Regions from separate parts of the Manis pentadactyla genome. Here region 1 is linked to region 2. A link is a contact called in public Hi-C data. All regions are on one chromosome and are shown on one strand. Each heading gives the region's core, a stretch centred on a gene start, on an enhancer-like site or on the middle of the called end of the contact. The rest is flanking DNA. Distances are from core to core; before and after follow the strand shown. Region 1 holds the start of LOC118911425 (cytochrome c oxidase copper chaperone). Region 2 holds the start of TIMMDC1 (translocase of inner mitochondrial membrane domain containing 1).

The links. A called contact is a pair of places that touch in the nucleus more often than the background predicts.
Region 1: a contact with region 2 is called in a Hi-C map of skin fibroblasts, with 2.0 times the contacts expected there. The contact joins the promoter of LOC118911425 here to the promoter of TIMMDC1 in region 2. A contact is called at or near these places in 2 of 3 Hi-C or Micro-C datasets (fibroblasts and skin fibroblasts).

What each region holds. Positions count from the first base shown.
Region 1 is chr1:175,192,073-175,196,885 of mManPen7.hap1, reverse strand. It overlaps LOC118911425 (cytochrome c oxidase copper chaperone), which reads left to right and starts at 2,062. Exons shown (of 3, transcript XM_036883467.2): 1 at 2,062-2,267; 2 at 4,168-4,256. The coding sequence starts at 2,164. The coding sequence ends at 4,252.
Region 2 is chr1:175,055,224-175,060,522 of mManPen7.hap1, reverse strand. TIMMDC1 (translocase of inner mitochondrial membrane domain containing 1) reads right to left here and starts at 2,936. Exons shown (of 7, transcript XM_036883378.2): 1 at 2,560-2,936. The coding sequence starts at 2,897.

The DNA.
Region 1 (4,813 bases), core at 813-3,312, 140 kb before region 2:
TTAAGCCCTTAGAATAAAACTTACTTTGTTCCATACCAATCTAAAAGTGTAGTCTCTTTGTTCCACACGACCTAAAGGTGTAGTGGAAGAAGACATTAAAATAATGAAATCTAATTACTACCCCATTCCAAAATGCACTTAGTGGGATGCAACCAGCATAGCTTTCTTTGCTCTTCAGATGAAGATAATTGACTTATTCTTCCCTGTGCATGATACATTGTTATCATTGGTCCCTGAAAAGTCACTTTATTTACATTTATCCCCTTTCTTCCTCTCATAAGGAACCTTCTGTTTAAAACATACCTTTTTACATGTACCTGTTCTTGTGCACATTTTTTTTGTACTCCTTTAAATTTATGCAAATGGTATTGGACTATGTATCTATTCTCATTCTTACTTTTCTCCACTACCCAAGCTATTTAAAAATTTTGTCCAGGTTACTGTGTGTACATATTGTCAGTTTCTTCTAGTTTGTGCCTAGTATGCTGCATTTCCCTATCTACCTCCCCAGTAATGAATGCCCGATTGCCTCCAATTCCCTGCCTCATAAACTTGCTGTGACAATTATCTGCATACACCGTCCCTTACGGACTTGCTAGGAACTCCCTGGGAATAGAACTAAGTTATGCGCACCTTTTCTTAAAATAACTGAATACTTCCCAACTGCTGTCCAACATGGCAGGACCAGTCTACATTCCTAACAGGAACCTAGGAGCATTCCTGCATCCTCACCTGTACTTGGCACTATCCAATTTTCTAATTTTTGTCAGTCATTTTGTGTGTAAAATGATACCTCATTGTTTTATTTTCCATTTCTATGATTAGTACTCTTTCGGAATTGCTCTTATGAGTGTTGGCCTTGGGTTTTTCTCTTCCATATATTCTACATATTTTCTAGTCTTAAATAAGCAGGGAAACAAAAAAACGGTTGCTTGAACATTTTTGCTTCTATATATTTCTCTTCATATCCTCTCTCCATGTTTCTTTTGAGGATGCTATTCTCTTGTTACTTTCTCTAAGCTCCTTAAATATTCCAGACATTAGTCCCTTGTTGGATTTAGCTATTTCAATTATCTTCTACAATTTATCATCTATTTGTTAATTTTGTCCACAGTATCTGTTAAAGATAAACTGAGCCATATTAAAACATTTCAGAGTTTGAGCAAAAATTGATTGTTAGGCAGTGGAAGTGATTAGAAAAGTTCTACCAACAGGAGCTCAGGGAGAGGCTTTTGTAGAAAAAAAAAAACAGAAGAAAAGTTGCTATTGATTGGCTACAATTTAAAGCCTAGTTGGCTGTTGTAACTGCCCTTAGCATTTTGATTTTGTAACCTCGAAGCATTTATAGGCTGCTTAATTTTGGTTTGCTTACACAGATCACTGTAAGTCTGGGGAAAGGAAATCCCGGGGCAAAGTACCTCTAAAAACCGACATCAGTCAAAGGGAGAAATAAAGTTTAAAACCGTTTATTGCTTACAAACTGCAGTCCAGCACCCTCTCCCCTGCTTCGGAAGGAAGCAAGCCAGCCCCTCCCCTTAAACGCTCAGGTTCAGACACGCCCTCGGTTGCCCCGGTAATTATCCATTGACTTGGAGATGAACTTCTCTCCACCCCTGAGGATATGCAAATGTACTAAAGCCAGGCGAGATACTCTGAATGTTAGTTTTACCCACAATCACTAAGACATTAGAGCCACATCAGTTTTATGGCCTCTGTAATTTAACATGCCTTACTTAAAACCTCAAGCCTTTATTTTGATATAACTAACTTCATCAATTTTTTTACGTACAATTTGTGCATCTGAAATGTCAAGTACGTAGTTCTGCACCCTACCACCCTCCATTAATTTCTGTTAAGATGACTGCCCTTATTCATCCTTTGATCCCTCCTCAAGTTTATTTATATACTGGGAGCTCAGTCACCTGATCTTTCTGCGCCTTCGCCCATGAGGCGCCCTCCCTTAAAGCCTTAATTTAGCCGCTTCCGCTGACGCTCCCTTTTTATCCTTGCGCCCTCCCACTTTTCTCCCCCCGTCGGTGTGAGAAAGGCAGTACTTCCGGTCTTCTAAGCAGTACTGCCGGAAGTGACTGCGGGCGAGCCGGCGTTTGCGGAGGTTAGGAGAGTTCCGGGTGTCTGTGCTAGTGGCTGCTTTCGGCGCGAGAGATGCCGGGTCTGGTGGCCGCAAGCCCTGCGCCTTCTGAGTCGCAGAAGAAGCCTCTGAAGCCCTGCTGCGCCTGCCCGGAGACCAAGAAGGCGCGCGATGCGTGGTCAGTGCGCAACCGGGGATGGGCGGCCGGTAGCCCCTCGCGCCGCCTTCCGGTGCCTCCGCGCTCCGCAGCGCTGGGACTCTGGCCCTAGCGTCGCTGTGCGGCGCAATTCAGGGTTATGGGGCCCAGTAGACTTGGCAGTAGGCTGCGGGCCGAGGCCAGAGCTCAGCCCGGGGCCCCGGCGAAGGGACCGGAGAGCGGTCAGGTTGACCCCGGCTCGCTTCGCCCCCTCATGCCTTCCATCAAAGGGTTTTTGGTCGTCTTTTACGTCTCAAGCACTGCCTTAGGGCTGAGGGCTTAGAAACAGATAAAGATGCTGCTTGATCTAAAGGAGCTTAAAGTTAATGGACACATATCGCAGTGATTGCTATACCACGTGGTTTGGGCTATGCTAGAAGATTGGCAAGACCAAAGAGTAAAAGTTTGCTGGTAATCTCTCCCCGAATTTAGACATACATAGTAGGACACAGGGTACATCTCCTGCAGAACTGAAGAGTTCCCCTTATGCTCCACCCCCTTTTTAGGTAGATAACTTAAAAAATCAACCAGTCTGGGAGTAGGTGACATTATAGTGTTCAGAATAGTACATCTAGATTACCATCAATCCACAAAAGGTTTATTTCTCATTTTGTACAGTCTCTATTTCTCTATTATACAGAACTATACTAGTTCTTTTTATAGTTTCAAATGTCATTAGAGGGAATCCTCGGGTAATGTGAATGTGCACCTCTCCCACCCACCCCTTTTTGTCCTCACATAGAAAGTGATCAGGAGTGGCATAGTGGGGTAATAGGAGGAGCTCCGTACTTTTTATTAATACTCAGTATTTGCAAATACTACTGCAGGGAGAATTGAAAGACTACAATCTGATACTGAAATTGCTTCCATAGTAACAGTAAGAGGTACTGAACCTTCAGATCCTGTGGTACTTGAGATCCAGAGCCAAGGTTTGAATCCTTTTGACCTTGATTATTTAACATCTGTCTCAGATGTCTGGAAAATGGACCTAATTAAAGTATCTGCCTTCAAGGTTACTGTAACGGTTAATGATATAGGCCACATCATGAGCCTTGCACAGTATTTACAGCATTCAGTAAGTCATCAAGGAATGCTGTTATTTTCATAAGGAGCTCACTATCCCAGGCAGTTGCTCCTGTTTGCAGGTAGCCCTTGAGCTACTGAAGGATGTGTAGGATTTAGATGGAAGGAGAACCTACCCTTTATAAAATTGCTTTTGCATCCATTGGCTCAGACCAGTACGGCTTCTCCCCAAATATCTATAGTCAGGAACCACTTTTTTCTTGAAATTGAATTCAGCTTGATTCTTTGCTGAAATTACATTTTCAGGCCCTACAAATAAAGCTGTGTGGTCCTAGTTTTTACTTTGTGAATTTTACAAATAAAACATTTTTCAAGCACCATGAAAGGGGCTCATCAGGTTGCTCTTGGCTGCCATATCTTTCTGTTTATGTTGTTGGTGTCTTGTGATTAGATGTAGATTTATTTAGGTGTATTTGAGCAGAATAAAAAATGTAATTCCTCTTTGATAGCAGGCAAAGAATTAAGCTCTTCTCTCCTTCATTTAATGTAAATGTTTTATTCAGTGAGATTATTTCATTATAGAGCAGTAGTATTCCTTGGATATGGACTAGAGGCAATGGTTAATATTCATAATTATTTCTTCTAATCATATTCTCCCAAAAATTTAGCTATCTCTGTAACATTTCTTGGGCATGGAAGTATAACAAGAGCCAGTAAAATCAAAGCCATTGCTGTAATAACATTTTTTTAAAAACTCCCAACTATATTCCATCAGACCCATTCCTATTACATATGCTTATTTACTACTAATGTGATTAATGCTCACTTTGTTAGGTAACAAATACATTTTGTTTTGTAGTATCATTGAAAAAGGAGAAGAGCACTGTGGACACCTAATTGAGGCCCACAAGGAGTGCATGAGAGCCCTGGGATTTAAGATATGAAATGGTGAGCATGGTACTTTCTGTTTGGGAAGGCAATACATAGGCTTATTGCTTCAATTTTGTGTATTGATGTACAGATTTAGCCATTACTGGGCAACATTCTGTCTGAAAGGTAATTCACCTGGTTAATGTAACATGTTTAAGTATCACTAAAAAAACTTTCCAGTTCCTAATATAGGAATGTAAATCATGCTGATAAATTGAGAGCCATTTAATGAATTTGGGAAGGGATGAATTTAATTTTCCAGAAAGGGCTTGACAAAAGCCTTTAGAGTTATGTTAGAGTCCAAAGGATTGATGGCTTAGGAAGTTCAAAACATTCAGTTGTCTGACTTAACGAAACTAAAAGGAAAATGGTCTCTAATCATTACTTCTAATGCTGTGGTTCTTTAGTAAGTGTTTTTAAGCAGGGAGTAGGCTGCACGTGGAAGCATTGCTTTCTGCAAAACAAAACAAAAATGGAATTGTTGCTATTTCTGGTGTACCATACTTACTCTAATAGAACTAAAACCTCACACCAAGTTTTCAAGAACTTTGAATCCAGATTTTAATGTTGAAAGG
Region 2 (5,299 bases), core at 1,687-4,186:
TGGATACTGCTCTCTAAAAGACTATGACCAGAATTATCCCAAATGCTACCATCACCACATTTTTCATTACAGGCAGAACCTACTAAATCTTCTGATGAATTAAAAAGTGCAGGTATATTACAAGTAGCTCAAATCTCAGCCACAATTTATCTATGTTGCTAATGGTTGGTTACTCTTGGGTGGGCATGACTGGAAGGACTACAAGGGAGAGCTTCTGGGATGCTGGTAATAGTCTCTTGGTGTTCATTATACAGCCATATTTAGTTTGTGAAAATTCATTGATCAGCATACTTATGTACATTTTTCTAGATGCATTATGCTCCAATAAAATGTTTTAAGGTGCTTTTGTTTGATGATGGTTACAACACTATCTTGTCCCTGGAAACAGGAAAATCTGTAAGTTGGATATAGAGATCATATTTCCCTTTTGAATTTTAAGCTAACTTTTGGAAATTATACAAATACAGGATTTTAGAACAACGTACGCAAGGATGAAATCCTAGATGCAAACAAACTCAAACCCTATCTTTCTGATTACTTTATTTAACTTTTATGTCATGCTCATAGGCTTGTATAATAGAAAACAATGAGAAATAACACTACGCAGTGGGCAGCACAAACTAAAAGAAAAAAATCTAATGTTTAATTTAATTATTACACTCCACACATAAGAAATTAGAACTGGTAGTGGAGCTCTCAAGATGTCCTCCAGAAATTCCTCTAACAAAAAGCTAAACTGGTAAGTATTAAGATACTATAAATAATGGACCTCCTAGATAACTACTAAATGTTATTCATATTACTAACTTGCTTTCTTCAGACACTATAGAAGTACTTATCTTATTCTAATTGTCAATAACCACATTTCTGGTATCAGAATCAGTGAGTCTTTGCAGTTCCTGCATCTATGGGGAAAAAATCTACATAAAATCTCTTAGAAAACTGTAATTCTTATGCTATGTCAATAGGAAAAACTGCTATAATTTGAACCTTATATCTTACCTTTTACAAATATATTTTAAAATATAGAAAAGATATAAAGATATATTTATAGACATAACTATATCTATAATATAGCATATAAAATAAAAACATAGATATAATATAAAAGATAAAATACAGATATATTTTAGATAATCTTTTTTCACCGGAGTGAAATACTGATGTTGATTCCAGGGTCAATTCTGATACTTATTTGCTGGGCCCAGTTCTTATGATCTATAAAAGAAAACATATTTTATCTTTGATCTTTTGAATAAGATAAAAAATATTTACATAAAAACTGGTATATGGTCGAACTCAGAAAAGAGAAAATGTAAATGAGATTAAGATTTAACAAGCAAGAAGATGGATATGCATTGCCCCTTTTTCATCTTTCTGAAAAATTCCATGATGTAAGTGATATTTATCTCCACTTTATTAATACGGAAATAGAGGCTCTAAAAAGTTATATGGTTTACCCAAATAGCTGGAGAGACAGGGCACAATGGTGGAAAGGACTTAGACTGTAAATAGCTACAATGGGGTTGTGGCTCTAGTTCTACCACTCACTGTTAAATAACCTACAGCCAGACCACAATCTCTGTGAGCCTGTATTTCCTCATCCACGAGGGACAGCATAGAAGTTACACTAGATTATCTTTCAAATTTCTTTCAGTTCCAACATACTGTGATGTATAAAAGCTGATCAAAGTGTTATGTACTCCACAGGATCTTTCACAAATATCTCAAGTAAATATTGCAAGGACTAATGAGAAAGGCTGCCTCATTATCTTTAAAATAAACATGATGAATTCTAAGTAAAGTTATTAAATACAATTCTGCTAACTCCCTTGCTCCAACTATTTCAGCAACATAATAAAGCTTCAGAGTTAACTTAATCACTTGATAACAGTGTAGTATGGTAAAATACTTAATGAAAGGGCGAACCTTTCACTACTGAAGGAATGATGAGATGTCCTTTTTCATTAAAGTTAATTCAGTTTGAAGGGTTATTCTTTATTCTGAAATATCCTTATTAATCCAGCTAATTTGTTCTAAAAAAATGGTGAGACAATAGTTGCTACTACTTTTTCTGTATCCCTTATATGGCAGAATAAAAATTTTACAATTCTCTCTGCCATCTCTCCAACCTCCATTTCTTGGAGGGGAGTGGGGCTACTGACTGAAATATCAAATATGAAATACCAAAGTTTGATAGCATGTGAAACACGAAAAAGAATACTGGAACGATATACTTATGTTGATACAAGGGTCATTTCTCGTGTTATAGTTGGGCCCAATTCTTCTAATCTGTAAAATCAGGGGATTACACTAAAACTGTATTTCCATTTAATCTCTAAGAGCTCTTAGTCTCACCCTTAACATGTGAAAACCATTCTGTCAATCAACAGAACTACCAAACGGCAATGTGGTGATACAAGCTTGAAGTACAAATATTAGACCCCCAAGTCCCATTTAAAAATAACCCACACCACCTTAGGGTCCTTCGCCCCAGGATAACCCAGGTTGCAAGCCCCGCCTTTGCAGCCTCTCCCCACAGACCCTGGGCACTTTTACTCTTTGACAAACAGCTCCCGGAGGCGGTCCCATCCGGACTCCAAGTTATGGGGCTCTGGGACGCAGGAAGACAGCTTTTGGTCCTCCGCAAGGGTCTCCGAATCGGCGGCCACAGCTTCGGCAGCAAGGACCCGAGGGAAAGGACCCAAAGCCCTGCAGAGGAAGCTCTGTGGTGCCGGCGGCCGCAACTCCGTAACCCTCTCCGAACTTGGGTTCTCAGGCCCCATGGCCTCAGGAGACGCCATGGGAGTACAGTAAGGGCAAGGGCAAGTGAGTGTCCGCCGCCGCACACTAGGCCCGAGGTAACCCGCAGCCAGCCTAGCGGCCACAGCTTTCATCAACCTTGCCCTCAGTGCCCGGTCTTATTTTGGAGAACCTAGGACGCACGAGACAGGAAGTCCCGCCCCCTCCAGGGCAAAGGTTAAGGAGCAAGGCGATGGCGGAACAGGAGTCTAAAGTACTTCCGGCTGGAGGCGGGATGGACTTCGGACTTGCTAGGCTCGTTTCCTCCGGAAGTGAGAGGTGGTGAGTAGCCACGCTCGGTGCGATGTGGCTCTGCTTCCCTGGGTTTTAAGGCTTACACAAACCCGGGCTTTGACCGGTGGGCCCAGTGGTCACAGGCTGAAGGAGTTTAGCATGTTTAAATAAAACGCACGTGGATGAAGAAGTGCAGTGTTCAGAAGTGGAGTACGGAAATTGGGGATGGCAGTTTGTGCAAATACAAGCCCACCCCGCCCAGCAGGCACGGGAAGCCCCCCGCGCTGAACGGAAAGAACAGGCATTGAAGATGGGCCTTGGTGTCAGACACAGCAAGATTTCCAGAAAACATTTTTAAAAAAAGAATCGGCTTTGGAAAATTTCTCACAAGATGGATTTTACCCTCCCTTAGTTCATATGCCGTTTCTCAAAAGGCTGAGCAATTTATGGAATTTTTTATCAGGTGTTAGTCCAGCAATAACTTACCATCAGTATGCCTCTAACATATTTTGAGGTGTAGTTTTTACTAAAATACGCACATTTAAAATATCCTCACACTGGTTTGGGTAATTTCATTTAATCTTTACTAGCAGCCATAATCCCCTTTTGCCAATCCCTACCACTCTTTTATTCCTCTCGATGTAATTCAAAAGGGTGTGCTTTTTAGTATAATACAGTAAATAGAACTCTGGAATTTGTTAGCTGGAATTGTATAGATAAGGGAGAGAAGCGGCTGACTGGAGTGACTGAATTAGTGACAGTGCCAGGAAGATTTCTCTGGTGTCTGGGAGACACGATTGGATCCAGCTCCCATTATAGAACCTACTACATTGCATGACAAATTCCTGTGTGCTGAGGTGTCACAGTAGACTAACTTTAAGGTCAGAGACCACTGTGTATTCATCTCTGTATGTCCAATGCCTAGCATGGTGTCTAGCATGTAGATTGTTGAAGAATTCAGATCCCCTGACTTCTGGCTCCAGATTGTGCCTTATCTCATACAGGCCCCACTGGGCACAAAGATAAAATCCCAAGGCCTAAAAGCCCGAGAAAATGACGGCATAGTCTGTCTAGTCCACATGGAGAGAAAGCCAAATGCTTAAGATGATCCCAAAATCATTCTGGGATGAAGCAGGAGTTAGGATTGTGGGGCAGGGTGTTATGCAGATACTAATGAAATCATTTATATATAGCTCTAGTATTCCCAGGGCTCACTTCTTAGAGATACAAATGAGGTCATATCAACAGGCAAATTTCACTAATTCTATAGCTGCCTTTTTCTTTAGGTAACTGGAGTCTCATTTGTAAGGTTCCCTTTGCCATCTAATACTTCAAGAAGTCCCCAGAATCTTTGCTACTGCTCACACTGTTGCTGCTATTCCCTCTCAGTTCCTCAGATTCTACCTCTCTGTTAACCCTCCTACACTCCTGCTTCTTCAAGTCCCTGGGGTCTTACCTTTTTTTACTACTAGGGAAATACTTGCCCTCCTTGGTGGTCTGCTCTTTTTGAAGGGTCTCCAAGAAAGGCTAAACCGAAAGGTGTTATGTGGTTTACTTGAGCCACTGTTTCACATACAGTTCTCTGCTCCCCAGGATGTGCATTTGCCACCAAAGCAAAGGCCATCAATGTGGGATCTCAGGACAGTCACTATGATGTGCCTGGAACCACCGGTCTCCTACCCTTAGCGCTTGTTGCTGAGTTCTGTTCATAGAGCTCAATAGCTTCTTCCCTTGTGAATTTTCACCCAGGGGTCAGAAATTTCCCTTTCCTTGCTAGGTTCACGAGGTACTACTCTTGCTATGTATTTACAGTTAATTGTATTACATATAACAATAACTTTCTACAGGTAGAATTTTGAGAACTCCCAAGGACCACCTTATTTACCATTCCTCAGTTTTTATACCTCCATGAAGTTTCCTGTCTGCACCAGATAGAAAGTTCTTCCTCTAAACTCCAAATCCACATTGTCTATATGAATAATTGGCCTTATGATTAGGGCCTCACATTACCTTAATCACCTTCTGCCTATGATGCCTCTCATATTATTTACTTTATAATCTCAACTATAGAGTCCCTTGAAGCTATGGAGCCTGTAGTATTTTCTTATCGCCCACTGTTTGTGTACAGATGCTCAAGAAGTGTATGACAAATATTAAATAATTTGTATCTCTCTGTTTCAGACACACCACACCTCTCTATGCAGTAGGATTATCTTAAACAAAAGCATTTTTAGATGCATGGGAAGAGGGGTTTTATGCATGT